5 separate regions of the Mus musculus genome follow, and all the other regions are linked to region 5. A link is a contact called in public Hi-C and promoter capture Hi-C data. All regions are on one chromosome and are shown on one strand. The core of a region is the stretch at or near the end of the contact, and the rest is flanking DNA. Distances in the headings are between cores, read along the strand shown. Region 1 holds the start of Kmt2a (lysine (K)-specific methyltransferase 2A). Region 2 holds the start of Oaf (out at first homolog). Region 3 has its middle 4.9 kb from the start of Pou2f3. Region 4 holds the start of Arcn1 (archain 1). Region 5 holds the start of Usp2 (ubiquitin specific peptidase 2).

Region 1 (4,856 bases), core at 1,893-4,392, 810 kb before region 5:
GTCCAGAGGCAGAAAGCTCAGTGTCATCTTTGGCTGCGTAAGTTCAAGATCAGTCTCAAATAGCTAAGGCCATAGCTCCAAAGTAACTGTTAAAAAAAATTAGCCATATGACATATTGATATTCAAGAGAAATGAGTTAAGATTTACAACCAAAGAATAAAGCACTTTACGGTAACATGAGAAAGGTAAAAAAGAATCTCTCTCAGTGCCTCCCCCTCGAGGTGTGTGTGTGTGTGTGTGTGTGTGTGTGTGTGTCCGTGTCCTTAGGATCAAACCCAGGGCTTTCTTTCCAAATATTAGGCAAGCACTCTCCCATTGAATGTCCCTCTGCCAAGATTGTCTTACTGGATTTTGGTGTTAGACCCCACTAAAGTTTTGGACCTATCCCTAAAATATGTGGCCTAGGGCATTACTCTAAGACTCAGTTTTCCCACCTGTAAAATAAGGGTTATCTTATATGATTAGTAAGAACTGAATGCACATAAAACATTTGGGATCATAGAAAGTACTCAATAGGGGCTGGTGAGATGGCTCAGTGGGTAAGAGCACCCGACTGCTCTTCCGAAGGTCCGGAGTTCAAATCCCAGCAACCACATGGTGGCTCACAACCATCCGTAACAAGATCTGACGCCCTCTTCTGGAGTGTCTGAAGACAGCTACAGTGTACTTACATATAATAAATAAATAAATCTTTAAAAAAAAAAAAAAAAGAAAGTACTCAATAAGAGCTAGTTATTTCTGCTCGAAAACATCCAGCCACAAAACAAATTCTAATCTATACCAGGTCGCTTTGCATCAGCCTGAGAGAGAGCGACTAGATAATTTTCCAAGGAGTTCTCCCCGACTTCCCAGGCTCATGTCTTCACAGCCTGCAAATATTCTCCATTCTTGCTGCTGCCACCCACCCTGCAGACCTCCCACCTGTGCTAAATCAAGTGTGCTTGTAGGGAGAGGGTTACGCAGAATCTAACGGGTTTGTTTTCTCAAAGGTGGAGGGCGGGAAGAAATCCTGTTGACACAGTTATATAAAGCCTGTCACTCAGTCCCCTGCCTACTACCTCTGAAGGCCGTTATGCATATTAAAGAAGGGGGGCGGCAAATACAAAAGAAAAATAAACGAGAGAGAGTGAGAGAGGGAACAAATCAGGATGCTTGAGGGAATCCACGTGGTCGCCAATCTGTAACTGATCAGAGCAGCTATACTGAAGCAAAACCCCAGAGCCTAACGCAAAAATACATTGCAATAGAGAAACCGTCCACAATGGGGTGTGTTATGTCCTAAGCAGAGTCTTGGGGCTGCTGTTTAATACCCTTTCGCAGCTCCCATCCTCTCGGCGCCTAGTAAGCCACGAGAAGCAACAACGGAATCTGGTTGTGCGTGCGTAGTGTGAATGTGCGTTTTGCAAACCATCTGGGCTCCATCCTGCGTGGTTGGAACGATGATCGATCCCGGACGAGTTTGGGGAGTTGGGGCTTGACTATGTCTCCTCCCCTTCTCTGTTCCTTTCCTCGCTCCCCCCCCCCCCTCCCCATTTTCTCCTCAGGCACAGACGTCTCTCCGTAGGAAGGACGTAGATTTTTCAGCACCAGGAGGCCGTGGACCTCTGGAGGCGTGCAGTACACCCTCCAGTGGGCTGGAGCTGGTTGCTACCTGCCTTACTATGAACCACCCTGTCGTTCCCAAATCTGCCACCCGGGGAGGTCCTGGTTAGAGCAGCGCCGGGTACCGGTGCGGGAGACCTGGACGGCTGCATGACCTTCCTGCGAACTCCACCTCGGCTGGGGGTTGGGGGAGATGGAGGCTGCTCCGGGTCTGCAGGCAGTGTATCGATCCCTAAGCCTCAGCCAAGGCAAATTCTTCGGGCAGCAATCTCTCCCTCCCTCCTTGGCTTTTCCATCCCCGCAGGCTTCTAACGCCTCGCTGGAGGCGCCGTCTCCCATTTCCTGCAATAAAGTAAATCCCGTGGATATTCACCCCACCATCAACCCCCGGCACTGCCCTACCCCTCTTCCCTCCCTCTCGGCTTGCTAACCCTGTGTATCATAATGCCCTACGCCGGGCTTCAAACCCCCCCCCTCCCAATCATGAGAAATGTGCTGGCGAGCCCCCTCCCTCCGTGTGCATACATTAGGGTCTGCTTTGCATGCAGCGGCAGGCTGGAAGCGGAGGAAGAAGGGGCGGGGCGCCTTTGCCCGCCTCTTCCCTCCAGGCCCTGTCCGTTAGCCACCCAGTTTCAGCTCCGTTGTAACGCCAGGTCGTTTGCGGAGCGCACGCTGTGGCTCCAACGCCTGGACTGGGAAAACACACCCCAACTCCGGAGAAGGGCACGGAAACCAGAAGCCCCTCACCTCCCTCCAGCGCACAGTGGAGCGAGGAGGTGGCAGAGGCCGACCACACGGTTGTGTGGATTTTGGAAAGAGCTCCAAGCGTGAAGATGGGAGGGGCTCCTCTTTTATTGGATTTTATTTTTTTAAGGCGCGTTCGCCGAGAGCCTTGCCATTTTGCATAGAATCAATTGGGCGACGCTTGGGTTTTGCATGGAGTACAATGGAGCTTTCTGGATTCTAGAAGCGTTCCATAAGGGCTAAGCCCGCCGCTCTCCAAAGCGGCGGAGAAGGCTCGCTCCTCCGGGGACCCAGCAGCCGCGCCGCACTGGAAGCGGTTCTCCTGGGCCGCTCAAGTCCCTGCGCGTCCCGGGAACGTGTGTAATCGGCTTCTCGGCTCTCTCGGCTGCGGGCCACCCGCTCCCTCCGCCTCCATCCTCCCGCCGCCCTCGCCCCCTCCCCCCTCTCCCCGGAACCCGCCTCCGCTCCGGGCTCCAGGGCTTCCTTCCCCCCCTCATCTTCCCTGGCGCTGCCGCTCCCGGAGGGCGGGGCATGCACTTATCCAGGTTGCCGGGCGGGAGGAGCCGGGCCCGGGGCTCGGCATAGAGCAGCGGCCTCCGGGCGGCGGAGGCGGAGGCCAGAGGCTCATATGCAGATTGCAGGGCAGGCGGGCGCCACCCGGCGCTCGGCATAGCGGGCCGCGGGGTACGGCCATCTGGGCGGCGCCAGGCGGGTTAGGCAGGTTCCGGGGCCCGCCGCTCCCCCCCCTCCGCCTCCCCGCCCCCCTGTGTTGTCGCCTCTCCCTCTCGCTGCTTCACTTACGGGGCGAACATGGCGCACAGCTGTCGGTGGCGCTTCCCCGCCCGACCCGGGACCACCGGGGGCGGCGGCGGCGGGGGGCGCCGGGGCCTAGGGGGCGCCCCGCGGCAACGCGTCCCGGCCTTGCTGCTTCCCCCCGGGCCCCAGGCCGGCGGTGGCGGCCCCGGGGCGCCCCCCTCCCCCCCGGCGGTGGCGGCGGCGGCGGCGGGAAGCAGCGGGGCTGGGGTTCCAGGGGGAGCGGCCGCCGCCTCAGCAGCCTCTTCGTCGTCCGCCTCGTCTTCGTCTTCGTCATCGTCCTCAGCCTCCTCAGGGCCGGCCCTGCTCCGGGTGGGCCCGGGCTTCGACGCGGCGCTGCAGGTCTCGGCCGCCATCGGCACCAACCTGCGCCGGTTCCGGGCAGTGTTTGGGGAGAGCGGCGGGGGAGGCGGCAGCGGAGAGGTAAGGGGGCGAGGAACCCCAAGGTCCGGGGTCTCGACCCTCTGAAGAACCCCTCCCCTCCCCCATGCAGGTCTGAGGAGCATCCCAATTCTGGAAACATCCTGGGGTCCCTAACGTGGGGCAAATGGCCCTCCCATCTCAGGACCCCCGTTATGGGCTGCAGACCCCCAGGCGCCCTTACCCGAGGGCTCAGACCCTTCTAGTTGAGGGCCTTTAGCCCCCGTCCCGCCTTCTTCCCCTGGACCCTTCCCCAAATCCCTTGGCACAGACCCCCTTGCGGGGGTTTCCCATCCCGGGACTGAACCCCTCCTCCCTTTCACAGATTACCTCATCCGAGCCAGATTCCTCCCTCCCTCTGCCAGAGACCTGATCCCGCCACATCTCCGCCTCCTTCCCTGGGCAGATGTGTTACTCCTAGGGCAGTCTTCCCCCTTGGACATCTCTCGGGTGGTGGCTTCATCCAGAGCCAGGTTCTTATCCTGGCCCTTGGGAAATCCAGGTCCCTTCCTGCACCTTGCTTCTGAAAACCTGACCAACCCTCCCTCCCTCCCCAGCCAGGTCTTCACCTTGCCAGTCACTCCCCCTTGTCTCACCTCTACCACCAGCCCACTCCCACCTCCTGCACACCAGGCCTCCTCGTTCCGCCCTACCCCTCGGGGAAAGCTTTCTCTCTACCTTGTCGTTCTCATCTCTCCTGCGAAGATAACAGTGCTCTCCCCAGCGTTGTCTCTTTCCTCATCTTCCAGGGCTACGTTTCCTAGGCTGCTGGTGTCAGGGATTTACCTCCAACTCCACCCCTTTCCCTCCTTTAGAGGAAGGACCAGAGGTGTGTTCGAGGGAAAATGGTCCAGTGTTCCCCTAGGCTTGGAGCAGAGCTACTTTCTAGCATTCTCCTTGAGAGGAGCAGGGTTTCTCTCCAGCTCTTGAGAAAGGGGGCCCCGGTGAGGGGTGATGTTTGTGGGGGAACTAGGACTGCATCCTCCCAAGGGAAGCAGCTGCTCTCTTACCCCACCCACTGCGCCTGAGAGCTTGCAGCCTCTGGCCCTGGCTCCCTCCCGCCCTTCTCTTTTTCTCGTCATTTCATTATTGATCCACCTTTTCCTAGGCCAATCCTGGGTCTTGGAAGGGGGTGGAGGAAAGCCGGGTTGGAATGAGAGTAGATAAAAGGACAGTTTTGCCTTAGTGTGGTGGCGTTGGTTGTTGATGCTTTGGGTTGGGAGAAAGAGGAGGGTTATGAAGCCAAGTTAGTCTTTCTGCGATTCCTAGTGGGAGAC
Region 2 (5,320 bases), core at 2,178-4,677, 830 kb after region 5:
GCTGGAGAGATGGCTCAGTGGTTAAGAGCCTTTATGTCAGATGGTTCATAACCCCCAGTAACTTCAGCTACAAGGGGATCAGTACACTACTCTCCAGAAGGGCATTCACATCACCTGTACACACCCGTGCACAGACCACACACATACACATAATTAAAAACAGGAAAAGTAAATCTTTAAGTGAGATAAGCACATATGCACCCATTTCCCAGCTGAAGGAAGAGACTCAGGGAATCACACAGCTCACCCTGGCCAGGCGCTAGCTCTGAGATCTGGATACCCTTTCTGAGCCACTATTGGGAACTCAGAGCTTGCTTCCCTCGGGCTAGTGATGCAGTAGGGGCCAGAAATCCAAGTATGGCACAACACATAAAGATAAGACATAAGGACTCCCTGACGTCGAGGGCTGTTTGGTTGCAGTCAGGGTAATTAGGGTTGTGAGAACTTCTCCTTCCAAGGCTTTTTGAGTCCAAGATGAATGGATACCCCTATACTTGGATGACTTATGGAAGGCAGGCGACTCCCAGCTTGGGGCTGGCCTGTTTAAACTGACAGCCTCTTGCCCACATAAACCGTTAGATAGCAGGAAAAGATAGCATGGGGTGTGTGCTCATTCAGGACTGGAAGAAAGTGAAGGTCTCAGACAGGCAGATGCTTCTGAGGTTAAGAGCAAAGGCTTTGTGGTTAGGCAGCCTTGCTTCAGCCGCTGCTGGCTCAAGACCCGGAGGTACCGTACCTCTCTAAATCTGGGCTTTTTAGCCAATAAGAAGAGGCTAAGAAGAGAATGCACTTGGGAGAGTTGTTCTGAAATTAATAAGATCATATGTGTAAGATGCTCCACAGACCCTGGACCTGACGCTACAGTGAAGCTGGGTCGGTAACTAACGTATGCTTATACTCCTCATACTATTGGTAGGCTAAACAGGGAGCTCACGAGTTTAAAGACAGCCTGGGCTACATACACAGTGAGACCTTATCTCAAAGACAAAACCAAACCCCTAAAATGAATGGTAGCTGTGTGATTATTCTTGCTGTAGTGCAGAGGCTGAGGAGAACAGGGCATATAAAGGTCGGTAGGTGACTCAGAAACTCTTGCTGGGAAACCTGGATTTTTTTTTTCTCTCCAATCTTGAAGACCTGGTACAGTCACCAGAAAGAACTAGGGCCATGGTTGTGGCTCGTGGAAGAGGCGGCGTGTTCTCTATTGTTTTAAAAGACAGAGCAGGCTGGACAGTAGAGGCACACACCATTAATCCCAGCCCTCGGGAGGCAGAGGCAGATAGGTCTCTGTGGCCGGCCAGTTTGAGAAGCCTAGCCAGGGCTACATAGAGTAACCCTGTCTCGAAAAACAAAACAAAAACAAACAAACAAGAAGAGAGATTAGGTTGAAATGGAGAAGGACTATTCACAGGGAAGATGCATCTTCCATCTGTGTTTCCAAGCCACAAAGTCTGAAGAGAGAAATAGAGACTCTTCTTGGTTCTTGTTGGGGACTGGGGGTTGGGGGAGGTGGGTATCTTTGGACTCGGGGGAGGGTCCGGGGCCTGGGACAGAACCAGTGATGATGGATGGGACAGGACCCGAAACAGAGGAAGTTAGGAAATTTGGGTGAGGCCCCTAATGACTATGGAACTGACTCATGGGGGCACTCCCAGCTCGAAGGCCTCTTTGAGATCTAGCATCCTGTCAGGCAAGAGGCCAGCTCTGAGACCCCAGGCAATTCGGTGCTGCCAGCTCAGGCTCTAAGACCCCAAGGAAACAATCCAGTTATTGTCTGGCAGCCTGCCCCAACTCCCCAGAGTGAGGAAAAGATACTCCTCGAGCCAGGTGCTTCCCCATAAAGATGCTGTCAAGGACCAAGTGTCTACCAACCTCTGGCTTATCAAGCACCACACTGGACCTTGTTGCCAGGGCTGCCTCCCTGTCCTCTCCCAGAAAGTCTGAACCTATAGGCTTAAGGATCCTGGAAGCTGTGTCATAATGAATATCAAAGTGACAGTTGAAGTAGGGCAAATTTAGGAAGCCCCGAGTGAGATGGAGGACATCTTTTTTTAATTCTCATTTTTTTATTAGGTATTTTCCTCATTTACATTTTCAATGCTATCCCAAAAGTCTCCCATACCCTCCCACCCACCCACCCACCCCCACTTTTTGGCCCTGGCATTCCCCTGTACTGGGACATATGAAGTTTGCAAGTCCGATGGGCCTCTCTTTCCAGTGATGGCCGACTAGGCCATCTTTTGATACATATGCAGCTAGAGTCAAGAGCTCCGGGGGTACTGGTTAGTTGATAATGTTGTTCCACCTATAGGGTTGCAGATCCCTTCAGCTCCTTGGGTACTTTCTCTAGCTGATGGAGGACATCTTAAGTCCCCTTCAGTCCTATATGTGTTCCAAAGGACGGGCTCATGCTAGTTGGGGGTGGATCATGTGCTAGAGATCCCCTAGGAAGGAAAGATGAAGGGGGTGGAGTGGGGAGGCACAGTTTCAACCATCTGTCATCAAGACCCTAGAGACCACAGGGCACCTGGAACAAACAGAAGTGGCAATGGACAGGAGAAACAATGGTCCTGGCCATGCCCAGGGGGCCTTATCTCCAGGGACGCCCAACCCTCTGTGTTCACTAGCAGACAGTTAGGCTCAAACAATTTTCAAAGTATGCTTGTGTGTCACCAACCAGAGGGGAATCCTGCTCCCCAAGTCTTCACTCAGCTTATTGGAGTCTCTGGCACAGCAGGAGTGTCTTTTTGTGGCCCTTGATTGGTGCTTCCGTTATCGGAAAGAGCAGAGGCCCTGAGCGGTGGGCTGGGCTGGAGAAAGGCTGACTGAACACAGGAGAGAAAACTGAATAACGGCTCATAAAGTGTTAAGCTCCTTGATGGCCGCATCCAGATTGGCCGCCTCACTTACAAAAACAGCTCACACCTGATGGATGCACAGATGGCCCTCAACCCCTAATTGCACTCCCCGACCTAGGAAAAGACCAGAATGCTAGGTGAGGCCTGATTTTTTCCCCCAGCCGCTTTTGAGAAATTCGCTGTGTCAGAGAAACTAAAAGACTAAGCAAAACCTCTGAAAACCCAAGCCCGATTATTTCATCCACGTGGCACCAGAACAAGCCAGAGGGGTGTAGGGGGCGGGGGAGTCACCCGTCCCGCCCTTAATGGGAGGAAGGGATTTGCCCGGAGCGCAAACTCTGGACAAGGCCCGGCCGGTGACGGGGCGCGGCGGGAGGGAGGGATCCAGAGAAAGCCAGCCTAGACCACAAAGCGGCTGAGCCCCGTGGTCCCCAATCCCCGCCCCTCTCTGGGCCACTGCGGTCCCTTTAAGGGCCAAGAGGTGCGCGGTCTCTTTAAGGCAGGTCCTGGTGGTTTCTGTTTTCTGAAGGAAGTGACGGGGGGTGGGATTGAATGAAAAGTGCTGAACGGAGTCCGGAGCTCAGGAATCGGGGCGGCTAGGGGACACGCACGGGGGGCGCCGTCCGGGACTCGGGGTGCGTGGCTGTACGCGGCCCACGTGAATTCGCTGCACGTCGTGGGGAACCTCCGGGTTGAGTCTCCCCTCTAGAAGTAGGGGACTGCCGGGAATCCCCGAACCGGACCCCCAACTTCGAGCAAACTTTGTAGGCGCGTCTCCCCTCCCCCACGCGGCGCGCCGGGGGCCCCGGGGATGCGGCCCCCTGGCTGCCGCGACGTCCCCTCGGCGCGCCCCGCGCTGCCGCTGCTGCTGCTGCTGCTGTCGCCGCTGCTGCTTGGGGCGCTGCACGGCGTGGGCGCGGGCAGCGGCGCTCCGGCCGAGCTGCGGGTCCGAGTGAGACTGCCCGACAGCCAGGTGATCGAGGAGAGTCTACAGGCGGACAGCGACGCGGACAGCATCAGCCTTGATCTGCGCAAACCCGACGGCACTCTCATCTCCTTCATCGCGGATTTCAAGAAGGTGAGGTACCATCAAGAGTCCTGTCCCACCCACCACGGAGGGCGGGCAAGCTGTCGGGCGTCCCAGGAACCCTCAAGCCCGCAGAAGAGAAACGCAGTGCCGAAAGGGGAACGTGACATGCCCAAGGTCACCTCTCTAACTCGCTGCCCACTCTCTGGCACCCAGATCCCGGTCTTTATTCTCTTTCGTGAACCCCTCTAGCTTTTTTGTTGCTTGGCTCTGAGTAACCAAGGCCCTTCTCACGCACTGACCGGCTTCAAAGCCCGCTCCCTCCTCAGCACTCCAAGCTGACACTCCGACAAAAGTTCTTGTTAACAAGGCCTCCTTTCTTGCCACTGCCTCTGTGACTAAAGGGGAAATCCACAGGTGGCAAGAGGACCTTGGGCTCTCCCTGTTGTGTTGGTGTGAAGTTAGTTTCCCTTACTCCGCTGTTCTTTGGCAAGGAAGCGGTTTCAAGACCTCCAGCCTGGAGCACCATTCCGGGATCGCTTTCCCTGCAGAGCTGTCTGCCCTTGGTCCCTCCCAAGTCTGGTAGCAGCTCTCCTCTGTAACCTGAAGGGCTGAACTACTTGGGAGCCAGAGGACCTAGGCAGAGTTGGGGGAAGGGAGGAGAGAAAAGGGGAGGTTCCCCTCAGTTGGAAAGGGTGGTCGGTGTCTCCGCCCATGCCTGACAGGGGCTGGTGAAGTCCACAGTTTAGCTGCCCCCCTCCCGTCCCGTCTCTCTCTCTCTCTCTCTCTCTCTCTCTCTCTCTGTCTCTGTCTCTGTCTCTGTCTCTGTGTGGGTGTGGTGGTATGGAGAGAAGAAGAGATGTTAGAGTTATCCAGAAATGGAACTCCAGGGTGCTGAGTGACGGTGACCCAACAACAGAAATCTCTGAAAGAAAAGACAGTGAAATGCCACCCCAGTCATCCCAGGAGCCTAAGACAGGAGGAACACAAGTTCAAGGCTATACAGAGCTACAGAGTGAGACCTTATCTCATGGTTGGGGGGAGGAGAGTCTTCTAATCATCCACTCTCAGCTCTTCCCCCTAAAAGGAGGCATTGCACCCCTCTGTCTTTGGGAGAGGAACAGAAGTGACGAATATCCAGGACTAAATAGCCATCCCTCCTCTTCCCTCCTCTCCTCTCCCCTCCCCTCCATTCCAAAACTGAGAGTTATTTGGAGACCTTGGAGGGAGAGGGGGCAGAATTTGGGCAGCCAGCTAGGGATCCTGTGAGACTGTCATGAGCATCAGAGGTACCAGGGAGATCCAGTGTTGGGTAGAGTAGAGGTGAGCCTGGACTGATGTTCTAGCCCAGGCCCAGGGAGTCATCCTGACCAAGGACTTAGCAGAATGGTAGCCCGTGCTTGCCACACAGGCCCAAACTGGGTTCTTACATGCA
Region 3 (5,115 bases), core at 968-3,467, 860 kb after region 5:
GAAAGATACCATGACACTCCTGGAAAACAATGGTCAGTCTTGCTGCTGAGCCTAGGTTCTGGTGTGGCTCGGTGGCTCGTGACCCACTACACAGTCTTGTCAGCTGGAAGCTCATGAGGTCTGGTACAGGTCTCCATGGGGTTCCTGCCATGTGACCCTGTGTCTCCACCCACTCTGTCTTCCTCCCGTGGTGGTGGCTGTGGCCATCCTCCAAGGTCCCCAGGTGGGATTGTCAACAGAATTAACTGGGCTTGCCTTTTGTGACACTGTGGTTTATTTACAGCAGGTCTAAGGGAACCCTGACCAGGGGCAAACAGGTCACTGGTGGGCCAGGCTGAAGAAGCAGTATGGGCAAAGGCTGTTTAAGCCCTAGGGTCTGGGTAGAGTAAAAGCTAACATCAGATGTGTGACATTGCAGCAGCGAGGAGCTGGGGCTACAGGCCCTGACTCTATATGTGTCCTGCCCTCATTGGCCATGGACACTTACATTGGCTGAAGCCTGAGGATAAAGTGGGCAGGTGCTATGCACCCAGGAACCAGCCTTCTGGGGCCTTCAAAGAACAAGGAGGGTGGAGGGGAACATCCAACTCAATTGATCCTGGGGTCTTTGTGCTACTGAGAATAAACTCTAGAAGCTTCCTCGGAAGCCTTCCCGTGTGGGCAGGTCTCTCCCTCTCTTTACCTCCACTTCTCTTTCCTCACAAAGGACCACCTGCCTCTGCTTCCAGACTTATTTTTTAGACAGGGTCTTGCCCTGTAGCCAAGGTTGAGCCACAACTCAGTAGATAGCCCAGGTGTCTTAGTTAGGGTTTTACTGCTGTGAACAGACACCCCGACCAAGGCAGTTCCTATAAGGACATTTAATTGGGGTTGGCTTACAGGTTCAGAAGTTCAGTCCAGTATTGTCAAGGCGGGAGCATGGCAGCATCCAGGCAGGCGTGGGAGGTCTACATCTTCATCGGCCAGCCTCTATGAGAAGGTTGACTTCTAGGCAGCTAGGAATTGGGTCTTAAAGCCCACTCCCACGGTGACACACCTACTCTAAAGCCACACCTCCTAATAGTGCTATTTCCTGGGCCAAGCATATACAAACCATCGCACCAGCTTAGCTTCAACTCCAAAGCAATTCTCAAGTTCTGGAGTTACTTACCAGACTTTTTACCAGAACTCTCTCCGCCCCAGAAATGCTCCCATTGGTCTGAGCTGTAGTCATCTGGGCCATCAGAGAAGCCATCTAAGTATCTCCTCTGTCCAGGCGAGGCTGATTGACTGTCCCCCAGCAGGGCTGCTGCTGTCACCCTGCTCCCTCGAAACTTTGTCTCCTGCCCCACTGTGTGTGGCTCATGGCTCCCTACCTTTCATGGCTGTCTATTCCTCAGCCAGTTCTTCTCGAGGTCTACCACCAGATTCCAGCAGGGTACACCCCCTCCCCACTGGAGCCTCATGACAAACCTACAACTTCCCTGTTAGGATCTCCACCATAAGAAGAAGGACTCATCTGTTCATGATCTATAAGCTTTCAGACACTGAGAGCTTGCAGAGGAGAAGGACGATACCTGTGACATCTCTAGTTCCTAAGCCAGCAGGTAGCTGTGGTGGCTACTTGATATGGCTATGGCCTCTAATTCCACTGAGTTCAGGGTAATTGCAGCACCTTTGAAGGCAGTGGGAAGAGACACCTCCCAAAGCCCAGAGCTTCTTCACTGTTTTGATAAACCTGAGATCCACAGAGAGGTCCAGTACTTAATGGGAATCAAAGACTTGAAGACCACACTGCATCAATATCTCGGTTTGTCTGGAACTCAGGTCCTGACCTGTGGTTGCCCTGTCCACAGAAGGGTTCTGGGATTTTATAGGCAAAGGTTACACTCAAAACTTCCACAAGAGGGCACGCTAAGCCTAGGCTTGCCCTGAGAGTATAAGTGGTCTTGGTCTTCAAGAGCCAAGAAAGGACTGGCTGACCTGGAGCAGGGCACAAGGTCAAAAAGCTGATTTGGGAAGAAAACAAAAAATCTTGCGTTGCTATTTTTAAATTAAGGACTTTTTTTAAATCGACTATTCTAAGCCATCGAAGACAAAATGAGCTATGAGTTTCAGTGATGACGGTGAGGGCTGGATGCAGCAGGAAGTTGGGGAGCAGGCTCAGAGAGTGGCATAGGACAGTCAGCATTGGGGACATCAGCACAGAGCACAGCACTGTGTGTCCCGTGTCCTTTCCTTTCCACTCCCCAGATGCAGCTGCTTTTATCCTGGTTCCCAAGACACCTCTGGCTCTGTCACCCTGGCGCTGTCCTGCTCTGTCTTCTGCAATATGCCTCTTGGCAGTGATGCCATCCGATTTAGTCAGAGGTGTTATTCAAAACAGACTCGGGAGTCCTCCTTCGCCTCTACCTTCCTTCCTTCCTTCTGTTTCTCTTTGAGGTGGGGGAGCTGAACTTGGACTCAATGGCTTTTATGAACTTAAGACAGAGAGAGAGGACACCCTCCCCGCCCCCATCCCCCATTCCACAGCACCATGCACGGGGCCCTGCAGCCCATCTGGCAGAGGGAAAGAGCTAGAAGGGACTTGTTGCTTGGTGGCCTTCCAGGACGCTTTGCTCTCCACCCTTCTCCCAGCCCTGACAACTCAATCCAGCTGACAAGACAGGAAGCGGGAGTGCTCTGCAGGCCAGCTGCCAAGAAGGCCACTTTTCCCTCTGGGGAGAAAACCAGGCTGGAGACGGCCACCCCCAGCCCACCCCCTCGCAGGAGTCTCAGAACACTTCCAGCGCAGGCATTGGACGAAGCTAGACTCCAGACTTCGGCCTTGAAGCAAGAGAAGCTGATCGAGTACAAATGGAGCTCGGGGGAAGCTTCGGCTGCTCGGAGAGCTGCAGGGGAGGAGGGGTCAGAGGTCACACCACAAGGACCCAGGGAGGGGTCAGAGTGATCAAGGCTTCACAACCGAGTCATTCAACTTGGGCTACTCTCTGAATGAATCCTCCAGCTCTACAAAGAGAGTAGAGCGAGGGAGGTGAGGCAATTTGCATTTTATTTACATTTATTTGCATGTAACTCTTTTGATGTCCGAAGGCATTGAAATCTGCCCTTCCTTCTTTCTCCCTTTTTTTTTTCTCTGCCCCCTTTAAACCTCCAGGCTGCCTCCTATCTCACTCTTTTGTCTGGTTTCTCTCTTGCTAACTGAGGCAGGAGGATTAAACCTAAGGAACTGTGTTCACCAAGCTAGCTCTTCTGGCTCCAGACAGCATCTTTTCTCTTCACTCATCCCTCTCTCTCTCTGTCTCTCTCTCTGTCTCTCTCTCTCTCTCTCACTCACACACACACATACACTCACTCTCACTCTCTCTCTCTCTCTCTCTCTCTCTCTCTCTCTCTCACACACACACACACACAGAGAGAGAGAGAGAGAGAGAGAGAGAGAGAGAGAGAGAGAGAGATGCCAGTGCCAGACTGGATTTAAACCCTAACTTCATCATCTCCTGACTGTCTTAATCTCCCTTGGTTTCCCCATCTATAAGTGGGGGCTAATGACTTTACTTTTCTTTCTTTTTTTTAAAAAGATTTATTTATTTATTTTTGTGTATATGAGTACACTGTACATGAACCATCATATACCTTCGGAAGAGCAGTCAGTGCTCTTAACCACTGAGCCATCTCTCCAGCCTGTGACTTTACTTTTCAACTAAATAAATGAGTGTTAAAGTAAAGCAAAAAACAAAACAAAACAAAAACAAACAAACAACCCAAAGATGCCCTATGGGGCTTAGAGAGATCACTTGGTGGAGAAATGCTTACTTTGCAAGCAAGAGGACCCGAATTCCGTCCCTTGGGTGGGGTGGCCTGCACCTGCATTGGGGCCAGCCTATCCTACTGGGTGTGTTCCAGGGCAAAAATAGGCCCTGTCTCTAGATAGAAGGGGGCTAGTACTTGATGAATGACCCTTGAGGTTGCTCTGTGCTCCCCCACACTGCCCCACCCCACCCCCGTCCCCATCCAGGTACACCCAAACCCAAAGATGTTGTATTGTTAGTATGGAGCACCATTCTCCATACTAGTGGAGCACGTACTCCTAATGGATGAATGAAGAGATGAACAATAGCTAAGACAATATTTGCCAACCTCTCCCCTCCTCCAGATCCCATCCCACCCCAGCCCCAGTCTTTGGAACCCTTAAGCTTTGCTTCCAACTGTGAACTCCCAAGATTCTGTCTCTCTCAGTGCTTTCCTCCCTGAAAAGTCTACACCCTTGCCTACACACACCCCAACCCCAGAGTCCTAGGTAGTTAGCTCTTGGACATAAATATATAAACTTCTCTGGCTTCTAGAATACTGAGGCTCAGAGAGAAAACAGGGAGATTCCATGTGGAGAAAACTGCACCAGGCCCTAAAGTGCTCAGAGGACCAGACTCTGAGTGCACAAGGCCATGCAAATGTATGCAAATAGAGATACGGAAATCACAGATGGGTTCTGCAGAATTGGTGCAGGCATTTTTCTGGGAGGGTGGCCTGTGAGCCCAGCTGTAGATCAGACACTGAGCCCAGGGAAAGAGCCCAGCAAGGAAAATAGGATATGTGGAATGAAGGGACAGGCTGAGAATATCCCAAAAGTGGGACTCCCAGAGCCACATGTACCTCCCAAAGCCCTTACCTGATCTCCAGAAGAAAGGAAAAGAAAGTCCCTTCCTTCTTGCCAGGAGGGGCAAGTGGGTATGACTGGGCCAGGCAGTTTGCCCAGCCCTAAAGACTCACTTAGGCTGTCCCTGCTCCTCCACTTGGCACTTAAACTTTCTGAGGTCTGCTGTGCCCACTATCGTTCCAGGACCTGAGGGCAACAGAAGGAAACATCAAGTCAGTGAAAGAAAAGGGGGTCCGGGTGGGGGAGTGAGCTAAGAAGAGCCCACATAACCCTCCACATAGGCTGCAGAGTTCCAATCATGTCCTGCACCGTGCATGCAGGATGCTCGCTCGGAGTTCAATCCCCAGTACTAAGGGGAAAATAGAGAGGATATAGGTGGGCCTCTCCATTTCCCCAGCACCAGATCAGTTCCAGCTTCAAAAAAAGAGGGCATTTAAATGGTTCACTAGAGCAAAGAGAGTAGTGCTGTGAACACAGAG
Region 4 (5,151 bases), core at 2,295-4,794, 700 kb before region 5:
TAAAACAAACAACTTGGGGCTGGTGAGATGGCTCAGTGGGTAAGAGTACCTGACTGCTCTTCCAAAGGTCCAGTGTTCAAGTCCCAGCAACCACATGGTGGCTCACAACCATCCGTAACAAGATCTGACGCCCTCTTCTGGTGTGTCTGAAGACAGCTACAGTGTACTTACATATAATAAATAAATAAATCTTTAAAAAAAAAAAACCAAACAACTTGATGTATGATCTTATAGATGGTTGTGAGCCAGCATGTGGATGCTGGGAATTGAACTCAGGACTTCTGGAAGAATAGACAGTATTTTTAACGGCTGAGCCATCTCTCCAGCCCTTCAACTTTTCCTTTTCTTACTTGACACAAGGGCTCATGATGCTTGTGGCCTGCATCTCACTATATGGACTTGGCCTCAAACTCATAGTATCCTGCTTTTGCCTCTCAAGTGCTGCTGTTTCACATGTGTGCTGCCAACAGTTCTCATTATTTTGTGGGGAAAAAAATCAGGGTTCTTCCTTCTAGGTTTTTTTTTTTTTTATAAAATATATACTAAACTATATTTTGTCCTTAATAGTCAACTTTTCTATGCAACAGAACACCAGAACATATTTCTTCCTTTTTTAAATTTTATTTTTATTTTATGTATATTTGTGTCCTGCTTGCATGTATGTCTATATGAGGCTGTCAGAGTCCCTGGAACAGGAGTTAAAGACAGCTGTGAGCTGACATGTGGATGTTGGAAATTGAACCTAGGTTCTCTAGAAGAGCAGTTAATACTCTTAATCACTGAACTATCTCTCCAGCCCTTTCTTTCTTTTTTCTTTTCTTTTTTTTTTGTTTTGTTTTGTTTTGTTTTTTTGAGACAGGGTTTCTCTGTGTAGCCCTGGCTGTCCTGGAACTCACTCTGTAGACCAGGCTGGCCTCGAACTCAGAAATCCGCCTGCCTCTGCCTCCCAAGTGCTGGGATTAAAGTCGTGCACCACCACTGCCCGGCTAATTTTTATTTTATTTTCTGTTAGTGTTTTTCTAATTCCTAAAAAATATTGGGGCTGGAGAGATGACTCAGCAGATAAGAATACAACCATCTGTAAATGGGATCTGATGCTCTCTCTGGCATGTCTGAAGACAATGATAGTGTACTTACATACCTAAAATAAATAAATAGTTTTATAAAAAGATTTTATTTACTTTTATATGTATGGGTATTTTACCTGCAAGTATGTTTATGCATCATCTACAAGCCTGGTACCCTCAGAGTCACAAAGAGGGTGTCCGATCTCTTGGAATCGGAATTATAGATGGTTGTGAGCTGCCACGTAGGTGTTAGAAATTGAACCTTAGTCCTCTGGAACAGCAGAGGGTCCTTGTAAATCCCTAAGTCTATCTCTTCAGCCCAGACTTTAAACTCGAGTTTCCTGCCTCTGCCTCCCAAGTGCTGAGATCAAACATGTGTCACCAGAGCTGGCTTTTGTCCCTGATGGGTATGTGGCACATGCCTTTAATCTCAGCACTTGGGAGGCAGAGGCATGTAGATCTCTAAGTTCAATGCCAGCCTGGTTTATAGAGCAAATTCCAAGACAGCCAGGATTACACAGACTAACCCTCTCCGGGGAGACCTTTCTTTTCCTTTTTAATGTACAGAATTTCTCCAGTTTCACCCAAGCTGTTGCAGATGGCTCACCTCAACGCTTCGTTGGGGTGTATACAGTATTTTCTTTATCCACTTGTCAGTTGGTGGACACAAGGTTTTCTATTTTGGGGCTACTAACTAGCACACACCTCTTTTGTGCTGCTTCAAGTTAAAAAGAGAATTGCCTCTAATCTTAACACTAAGGATGTAAAGGCAGACAGACCTCTGTGTGTTCGTGACCAGCCTCATCTACATAGTGAGTTCTAGGTCAGGCAGGTATAGGAAGTAAAACTGCCTCAAAAATATGTTTTGAGTAGAATTGCTATTTTTGGTTTTATCTTTGTGATGCTATGTCCATAATAACAAGTATAAATTGTTGAGCAGTTACTGTGGTGGAACACTTAGCTTATACAGTCTAATTTATTTTCTATTATCTAACTCTATAAATTTATGAAGTATGTGCTCCCACCAGTTTAAAGAGTAATAACAGGCTTAGAGAGGTGTAGTGAGTTAACTAACGACTAAGGCCTTGAGTACTGAAAAGAATTTAAGCACAGGTCGCGCTGATTCCTCGTTTGTTTTTACTTCTGTTATACAGCCTCTAAGGCGCGCCTGACCAAGGACACTTGTGAACATACATTTTCTTTTCTTTCTTTTTTGAGGCAGGAGAAAACCAAATCTGCAAGAGCAATATAGGATTTTAACTGCTGAGCTATCTCTCAGGACCCTAAAACAAACAAACAAACAAACAAACAAAAAACCCCAGCCCTTTGAAGTATACAGTTCAGGACTGGAGAGGGGGTTCAGCAGTCAAGAGTATCCGTTGCTGTTTCAAAAAGCCCCAGTTCGATTCCCAGCACCCATATCAGGCAGCGCCTGCATTCGCAGGCACATGTCTGAACACACATAGGATTTAAAAATAAAATAATTACATATTGAAGATAAACCGTACAGTTCAGTGGCTTTCAGGATATCTGCCTCTGGGTAATTCCATGGCACTTACATTCCAAACATAATGCACTAGCCGCTATGTCCTAGTCTTCTGGAACTCCGATAAATCACTTATAAGCTTTCTAATTTCACAGATATCCCTGGTTTAGTCATTGCAAACAAATAGTGGCCTTTGCATCTGTTTCTTTACACCTGTTTTCAAGGCTAATCTATGTTGTATGTGTCAGTATTTTATTAGTGCTTTGCTTCTCAAGACAGGGTTTCTCTGTGTAGCTCTCTCTGGCTATCCCAGACTTGTTTTGTAGACCAGGCTGGCTTCAAATTTACAGAGATCGTCCTGCCCCTGGCTCCCGAGTACTGGGATTAAAGGCGTGTGCCCGGCTGGACAATTTTTGGTCTTCCTCCTCAGTTTCCTAATTTACCTGGAATTGATTACAGGTGAGGGGACACCATGCCGGCTTTATTACGGGAGTTCTAGACGTTATGTATTCAGGATACTAGTTCCTCATGGTCACAGATTATTTTATATATTCCATTGAGTGTTTTTACGAACTTTAAGAAGCAGCACCAAGGGCTGGTGAGATGGCTCAGTGGGTAAGAGCACCCGACTGCTCTTCCGAAGGTCCGGAGTTCAAATCCCAGCAACCACATGGTGGCTCACAACCATCCGTAACGAGATCTGACTCCCTCTTCTGGAGTGTCTGAAGACAGCTACAGTGTACTTACATATAATAATAAATAAATCTTTAAAAAAAAAAAAAAAAAAAAAAAAAAAAGAAGCAGCACCAAATAAACGCAGGCGAAGAGAAAGAAAGGACAGAGGAATGACGCTCCACAATTCTAGCCAAACCTGCAAATCCTGGGCTAACAGGGGTCTGAGTTTCCTGGCTTCGGAGCTTACTGGCCCCGCCCCCCGCCCTTTGACCCGCGCCGTTTCCGGTTGGAGACGTGGCTTGGGGCCGCCATCTTGGCAAGAGGCGAAGCGGCGGAGGCTCCTGTCAGGGGCGGCAGGTCCGGAGCGGCCAGAGCTCCGCGTCTCTGGGCAGCAGCCCGAGTCCCCGCAGAGCCAGAGCGCGGCGCAGCGCGCCCCACCTGCGGCCTCACCATGGTAAGCGCCGAGCCGGGTTCCCTCGCCACGTCCTCGCCGGCTGGGCCGGGACCGCAGGAGCCGCGCCCGGAGCCCTGCTGTCGGCCCAGGCTTGGCACGGCCTCCCGGAGTCCTAGAGCGAAAGCTGCCGCGCCCACCTAGCCTCCGCCGGCAGCGCCGCCACGTCCGCCCGCCCGCCACTCGGGCTGGTGGTTGTCGCGCGGGTCTTCCGTCCTCAGGTCCCGCCGGTTCCCTGCGAGCTCCGGAACCGCAGGGCTGGAGGCTGGGCCTGTCCGCCGCTTTTCGTCCTCTTGTCACCACGCCTCAAAGCTTTTCTTCTCCCTCCTCCACCTCTTAATTGAAAGGGGGAAGTAGAGGCAGTGCGGAAATGGTAACTTCGGGCGCCCGTTTGAGGGACCCCGGTGTCCCCGTAGCTACCCTGTGCTAGGGTAGCGCGTACGTGTCTTTGGCAGCGAGGCTGGTGCAGAGTGTATATAGAACGTAGAGAAACGGAGTGACAGCACAGGGTTTCTGTCTTTAAGGGACCGACCGTTTTGGTGGAGTGACAGGAGTGTGGCTTACTGTAATCACAGCTGTTATGTGGAATAGGAGAGGTGGGCTGTGCTTGGGGACTCTGATGCCAGCGGAGCTTATTTCTCTATGAACTCATCTGTTACCAAGATAGGAGAGGTTATTTGTAGGTGAGGGTAGGAGAAAGCAGAATTAACTCCACCAGATCCTCCTTAATCGACTGAAATCTGAATATTCGGGAATAAGAGGAGATCCTTAGATCTAGTAACTTTTGAAGAATTTTTAAAGGTGCTTTGAAAGCATACCTAAGTAACATGACTGACTCTCTTGGTACTTGTCCTATTAAGTTCTACTAACAACTCTTTTGATAAGAATTTGGTTAGAGGAGAAATTCATGTTTGGTCTTTAAACCACAGAAAGTTTCTTTTCCAGCCTCAGGTGTATAAAATTTACATCAAGTAGGCTTGCCTCCCAAAATTTGGTATTAGACATAAAATTTCCAAAACCTCATATACCGACCCTGAGCCCCAATTCCATGAGTTGATGTTGTTGTTGTTATTGTGTATGTTTTTTCTTTTATATTTTAAGATGTTTTTATTTTATGTATATGAAGTTGTGTGTCTGTGCAATACCTGAAGATGGTATTGGATTCCCTAGAACTATAGTTATGGACACTTATCAGCCTCCCTGTGGTACAGGGATTCTAACCTACGTCCTATGCAAGAACAAGAAGTACTCTTAACTGCTGAGCCATACCTCTAGCCTCCATTTTTTTTAGTTTTAGAGAAAAGGTTTCTCACTATGCTGACCTGGCTGTTCTGAAACTCATTCTATTGACCAGGCTTCCCATCACTAGAATTAAAGGTGTGCACCTACTCTTTTACGTTTTAGGGAGTGTTCATAGTTTATGTTAGAGTGTGTAATTTTAAAACTAACATTAGAACCTTATGGAAACAAAA
Region 5 (4,701 bases), core at 1,371-3,870:
ACTCACCAGGTCCAGTGGGTGGCCTCTCAAATGCTCCCCCCCCCCCACACACACTGAGGGCTTACTTAGCTGTCCTTGAAGCTCAGACACCAAAGAGAGAGCTACTGACCTGTGTTGGGGGCACTGGATGGAGCCTGGGGGCTTCTTTCCCCGAAGGGAAAAGACTGCTGTGTAGCCTCCAGAGGCTGGAGTCTGACCGGGCCTGGGTAATCCGGAGCTCAGGTTACGCTAGCTAGATATATATAGTATCTTATCTGACCTCTCCGAGATGGCAACTCACTTGCATTCCAAGCCCCAGGAGAATTAAAGGGGCAGTGACAAGCCCACCGTCCACCCGATGCCTAGTGGCTGGAGGAAAGTTGAGAATGAGCTAGAATCCTGGGAGGGAATATTTGGAAATAACAGGAAGGATCAAGGGGATGGGGGATGGGGGGCAGAGGGCTGGGGATAAATTTGAGTCCCAAACATGGAGAAGGTGGATTCTCTAGCGCTGTCAGTCACAGGTTGAGCGAACAGGAAGAGGCCAAACTGCTAAACCAGATGCTAGAATTTTAAGATGGGGAGGACCTAGCTCGTCCTATGGACATGGACAGAGGGGGTGGAGGATCAGCACTTGGGTTTCAGTCCACTACTGTTTTTAAGGTGGACTTGTAGGTCTAGGCCTGAATTCTTACTCTTTCCTGTATTGGATCTAAGATAGCTTGTGAGGATACTCAGGTCTCTGAATCTTAGCTATGTAGTTTGTAAAACATGAATAATAGAACTAGCATGGTGACACATGCCTTTATCCCAGCACTTGGGAGACAGAAACAGGCAGATCTCTGAGTTCAAGGACAGCCTGGTCTACAAAGCAGATAGCCAGGGCTACACAAAGAAACTCTGTCTCAACAAAACCAAACACAAACAAACAAAAAACCACAAAGGAACAAACAAACAAACAAAACCCATGAATAACAACAGTCGTGACTATGTCTCACAATGGTGAGGATAAAATAATAGTTTTAAGTCTCCTCGAACATAGCAAGAGTACAACAAACGACAAGCTTATTGGCCGTGTTCACTGTCAAGTCACTAATGTTAGTTGTAGCAGGCAACCCTAGAAGAAAAAGGCCTTGGGCCACCTTTCAGGAAACTGCTGATGGCAAATAATATTCCTGCAGTTTTCTGAAACAATCCACGTCCCCCAAATGGAAAGGTCAGACAGACTTTGCCACTTTCCCAAGGCGACAGGCCAAGCCTACTTGGGCTCCTTTCCCCTTTGCTCAGAAAAAAAAAAAAAAAATCAAGTGTGGCTTCCTTGGGCTGCCAGGGAATGTTTGGCTCCAGAGGAGCAGTTCCAGTCTACCTGTTGGAGGGCTCAGGGTTCCAGGGTGTCAAAGGCAGGCTGGACAGGGTCATGAGAGGACCATCGTTCTGGCCTCGGTGCACCTGTCTGCTCCCAAGAGGAATCTTCTGCTTCTTGATGGCTCTCCCTGGAGACTGGAAGGCCCGAGGGCTGGTGCCTCCACCCTGTCTCAGCACAAGGTACTGACTCAGACTGGGTCCTGGTGATGCACTTTGGAGGACGCCCTCATTCCAATCCTCATTCCAGAGCGGCATGCGCCTACAGCATCAAAGAGTAGGGGACATCCCCCACCCCAGGCCATCCATCAGTTCTCCATGCCTCTTGTTTTGTGGTTTGATGTGTGTGTGTGTGTGTGTGTGTGTGTGTGTGTGTGTGTGTGTGTGCAAGCTTATATGCCCGTGTTTGGGGGAGATAAGCAACCCCTACTAGAATCTTCAACTCAACTTCATTCTCAAAAGCTCTGGGGTTAAGAGCTAGGAGTTCTCTTTTCTCTGGAGAGCTAGAAACGGTTGACCAGGACTCCCCTAGGCAAGTTGCATGTCAGAGAACATTGCATGGCTGCTTTTGCTTTGGGATTGGTGAGAATTTCAAAGTTGCCTCTTTCTGATTTGGGATTGGTGGAAAATTTTTCCCTTCCGCTTAACTGCTAGCTTCCCCTAAGCCCCTTCCCCCGCTTTGGAAAACTGACCAAGAGATAGCCCCGGGATGTTTAACAACAGGGAGGTTGTTAGCTGCACACACACGTGGGGAGAGGGGGGTGTCAGGGTCCAGGGGTCATTCTCGGGCTACACAACACACAGGGCGGGGAGACCTGTACCCGCGGTTACAGTGTTTCCTCAGAACACATTGATCAGCACACAGATGGCTCTTCCTGGCACCCCGAGCTGGCAGCTGGCAGCCCCTCTCATACACTGGCACCCACAGCTGGAGTCTCCCCCTCCACACATCTGGCCCTCGCCCTACATTTCTCACGTCCAGACTGCCCAGGCTGCCTTTGACACCCTACTTTCCGAGTCTCAAAGCTGGTACTGACCCTGGCTTTTTCCTTCCCCGACCTGCGACAGGTGGCACGTACCTGCCTCTTCTCGGAGGATGGACGAGTCGAACCGGGCACAAGCATGGAGCTGCGGATGAGTCCTGGCTGGTACTGGCGCGGCGCAGCGAGCAGTGGCTGACGCAGAGGGCTCCCTGGCCTCGCTCGGTGCCTGCCCGCCTCTCCCCCACCTCCGCCGGGGGCCCAGAAAGGACCTCCCCGGGAAATCGGCGCCACCCAGCGGGCAGCAGCCTCATTGCGCCCGGGCCGGCCAAACCACACCCCGCGTTTGCGTCACTGATATACGTCATGGCTATTGGCTTGTTCCTATTGTTGCGTCAGTAGAGCCCCGCCCGGCGCGCATCTCCCAGGTAACCGGGTATATACAGAGAACCACGTGGAGAAAAAGCACGCCTGTTTGGAGCCGGTGGCGCAAGGAAAGAAGTGGACTGGAATCTGATAGGTCCTGGCGCTGGGAAGACTGAGACAGAGGGTCACTTCACGGGAAAAGGCAACATTCCAGCTTTCAGATCTTAGAGAAGGCTTTCCTACCGGGCTGGGAATGTTCTATTCCATAGACTCTTTTTCTGCCTACTTTTTTATTTTATTTATTTATATTTAAAAATGCATTTATTTAAACAACCATGTATATCTCATAGCAATATTTATAGAGCCCCATAGGTCAATCAATCAGGTAAAAAAAGATTATGTCCATTCAACACACTATCAACGTACATGACTATTCAAGTGACGCATTCTATGGGCTACTTATTAAGTACATTACTAGACATGGTGATAAGTACTTTGCATATATTAGCTTTCTCATTTAATCTTTTTAATGGTCCTGTAAAAGAACCACTATAGTCATCTATTGCACAATGTAGCTGAAGCCTAGGGAGACCATGTTCAAGTGGTAAATAAATGTCAAGTGTCTTGTACATGTCTACTAATGCAGTTCGCTTAGGTGACTACTGGGAGGACTTAGCCCAAGAAAGGATAGCATTTCATCTAAGCTATCAGGTTTAGAATAAGAAAAAAAGATGCAACTTGTATTTTAATTTTAAGCAAATGACTTTATTTTTAATCAATTAGTTATTGTGTGCAATGGTGCTTTGCTTGCATGTATGATTGATCCCCTGGAGGTGGAGTTACAGACAGTTGTAAGCTGCCATTTAGATTTTGGGAATTGAACCCTGGTCCTTTAGGAAGAGCTGACAGTGCTCTTAACTGCTGAGCCATCTATCCAGCCTGCAAACTTGACTTCTAAGAGTTATTTATTGTTAAATTAGATAACACCCCCTAAGAAAAATCAGAGTTATTCTTTTTTAAAAAATAATTTATTTTTATTTTATGTGCATTAGTGTTTGGCCTGTGTGTATGTCTGTGTGAAGGTATCAGACATTGGAGTTACAGACAGTTGTGAGCTGCCATGCGGTTGCTGGGAATTGAACCCAGGTCTTCTGGGAGAGCAGTCAGTGCTCTTAACCATTGAGCCATCCATCTCTTTAGCCCCTCTTTTTTTTTTTTTTTCCTCAAGGCAAGGTTTTTCTATGTAGTCCTGGAACTCACTCCATAGTCCAGGCTATCCTTGAATTCACAGAGATCCACCTGCCTCTGCACCAACTCACATGGTCTGAGCTCCAAATGTGCATGTGCACACAAACACATAAACAAAAATCATAAAAACAAAATACAACAAAAGTGAAATGCTAACCCTGTTAAGTTTCCTCTTAAAAAAAAAAGGGCCAGGGCAAATCTTGATATATTTTCCCCCTCTTGATTATTTTTTTAAATTTTTATTTAAAAATTAAAAAAAAAGATTTATGTATATGAGTACTCTATCTGCATATACACCTACGTGCCAGAAGAGGGCATCAGATCCCATTACAGATGTGGTTGCTGGGAACTGAACTCAGGACCTCTGGAAAAGTAGCCAGTGCCCTTAACCACTGAGCCATCTTTCCAGCCTGTTCCCACTTGGCTCTTATACCCCACCCTTCTTCCTGACTGATGAGGAAAGCTGCCCAACCAAGTAGGCTAGTGCCAAGATAAGTCCCAAGACTTCAGTTTTGCCTGCATCATTAATTCTCCTAAGCCCTTAGCTCCTCCCCTGAATTTTTCCTCCAATATCATCATGTGTCCTCAATTTCAAGTTTCTTCTCATATTTCCCAAAGAATGTAGACACAACCAGAAGGCAATACTTAAAACCTTTTTAAAAAAGATTTATTTATTTATTATATGTAAGTACACTGTAGCTGACTTCAGACACTCCAGAAGAGGGTGTCAGATCTCATTGCAGATGGTTGTGAGCCACCATGTGGT

The links. Promoter capture Hi-C pulls out the DNA fragments that hold promoters and counts their contacts. A called contact is a pair of places that touch in the nucleus more often than the background predicts.
Region 1: a promoter capture Hi-C map of pre-B cells shows a contact between it and region 5, with 2.8 times the contacts expected there. The contact joins the promoter of Kmt2a here to the promoter of Usp2 in region 5. A contact is called at or near these places in 1 of 39 promoter capture datasets (pre-B cells) and 1 of 115 datasets of contacts at active chromatin or transcription factors (thymic regulatory T cells).
Region 2: a contact with region 5 is called in a Hi-C map of muscle stem cells, with 2.3 times the contacts expected there. The contact joins the promoter of Oaf here to the promoter of Usp2 in region 5. A contact is called at or near these places in 1 of 39 promoter capture datasets (liver), 4 of 484 Hi-C or Micro-C datasets (liver, muscle stem cells and nephron progenitors) and 8 of 115 datasets of contacts at active chromatin or transcription factors (astrocytes, embryonic forebrain, embryonic limb bud and 5 more).
Region 3: a contact with region 5 is called in a promoter capture Hi-C map of embryonic stem cells, with 3 times the contacts expected there. The contact joins the enhancer-like site here to the promoter of Usp2 in region 5. A contact is called at or near these places in 3 of 39 promoter capture datasets (embryonic stem cells, hippocampal neurons and liver) and 1 of 115 datasets of contacts at active chromatin or transcription factors (extraembryonic endoderm stem cells).
Region 4: a promoter capture Hi-C map of pre-B cells shows a contact between it and region 5, with 2.7 times the contacts expected there. The contact joins the promoter of Arcn1 here to the promoter of Usp2 in region 5. A contact is called at or near these places in 2 of 39 promoter capture datasets (liver and pre-B cells) and 1 of 115 datasets of contacts at active chromatin or transcription factors (memory CD8 T cells).

The regions. Positions count from the first base shown.
Region 1 is chr9:44,879,575-44,884,430 of GRCm38.p6, reverse strand. It overlaps Kmt2a (lysine (K)-specific methyltransferase 2A), which reads left to right and starts at 3,142. Exons shown (of 36, transcript NM_001357549.2): 1 at 3,142-3,582. The coding sequence starts at 3,157. Gm39326 (a long non-coding RNA gene) reads right to left here. Exons shown (of 4, transcript XR_870694.3): 2 at 1,728-4,856; 3 at 1-86.
Region 2 is chr9:43,237,923-43,243,242 of GRCm38.p6, reverse strand. It overlaps Oaf (out at first homolog), which reads left to right and starts at 3,427. Exons shown (of 4, transcript NM_178644.3): 1 at 3,427-3,936. The coding sequence starts at 3,670.
Region 3 is chr9:43,208,078-43,213,192 of GRCm38.p6, reverse strand. No RefSeq gene overlaps it. Among named protein-coding and RNA genes, the nearest start is that of Pou2f3, 4.9 kb to the right of the region's middle. Within about 2 kb of position 2,217, at least 64 of the 459 cell types and tissues checked have an H3K27ac peak or open chromatin away from gene starts, as enhancers often do. A contact at or near this core is called in embryonic stem cells, where this site is marked.
Region 4 is chr9:44,766,201-44,771,351 of GRCm38.p6, reverse strand. Arcn1 (archain 1) reads left to right here and starts at 3,544. Exons shown (of 10, transcript NM_145985.4): 1 at 3,544-3,682. The coding sequence starts at 3,680. It also overlaps a transcript of Ift46 not described here.
Region 5 is chr9:44,064,940-44,069,640 of GRCm38.p6, reverse strand. It overlaps Usp2 (ubiquitin specific peptidase 2), which reads right to left and starts at 2,620. Exons shown (of 13, transcript NM_198092.2): 1 at 2,421-2,620. It overlaps Gm39325 (a long non-coding RNA gene), which reads left to right. Exons shown (of 3, transcript XR_870690.2): 3 at 2,410-3,316.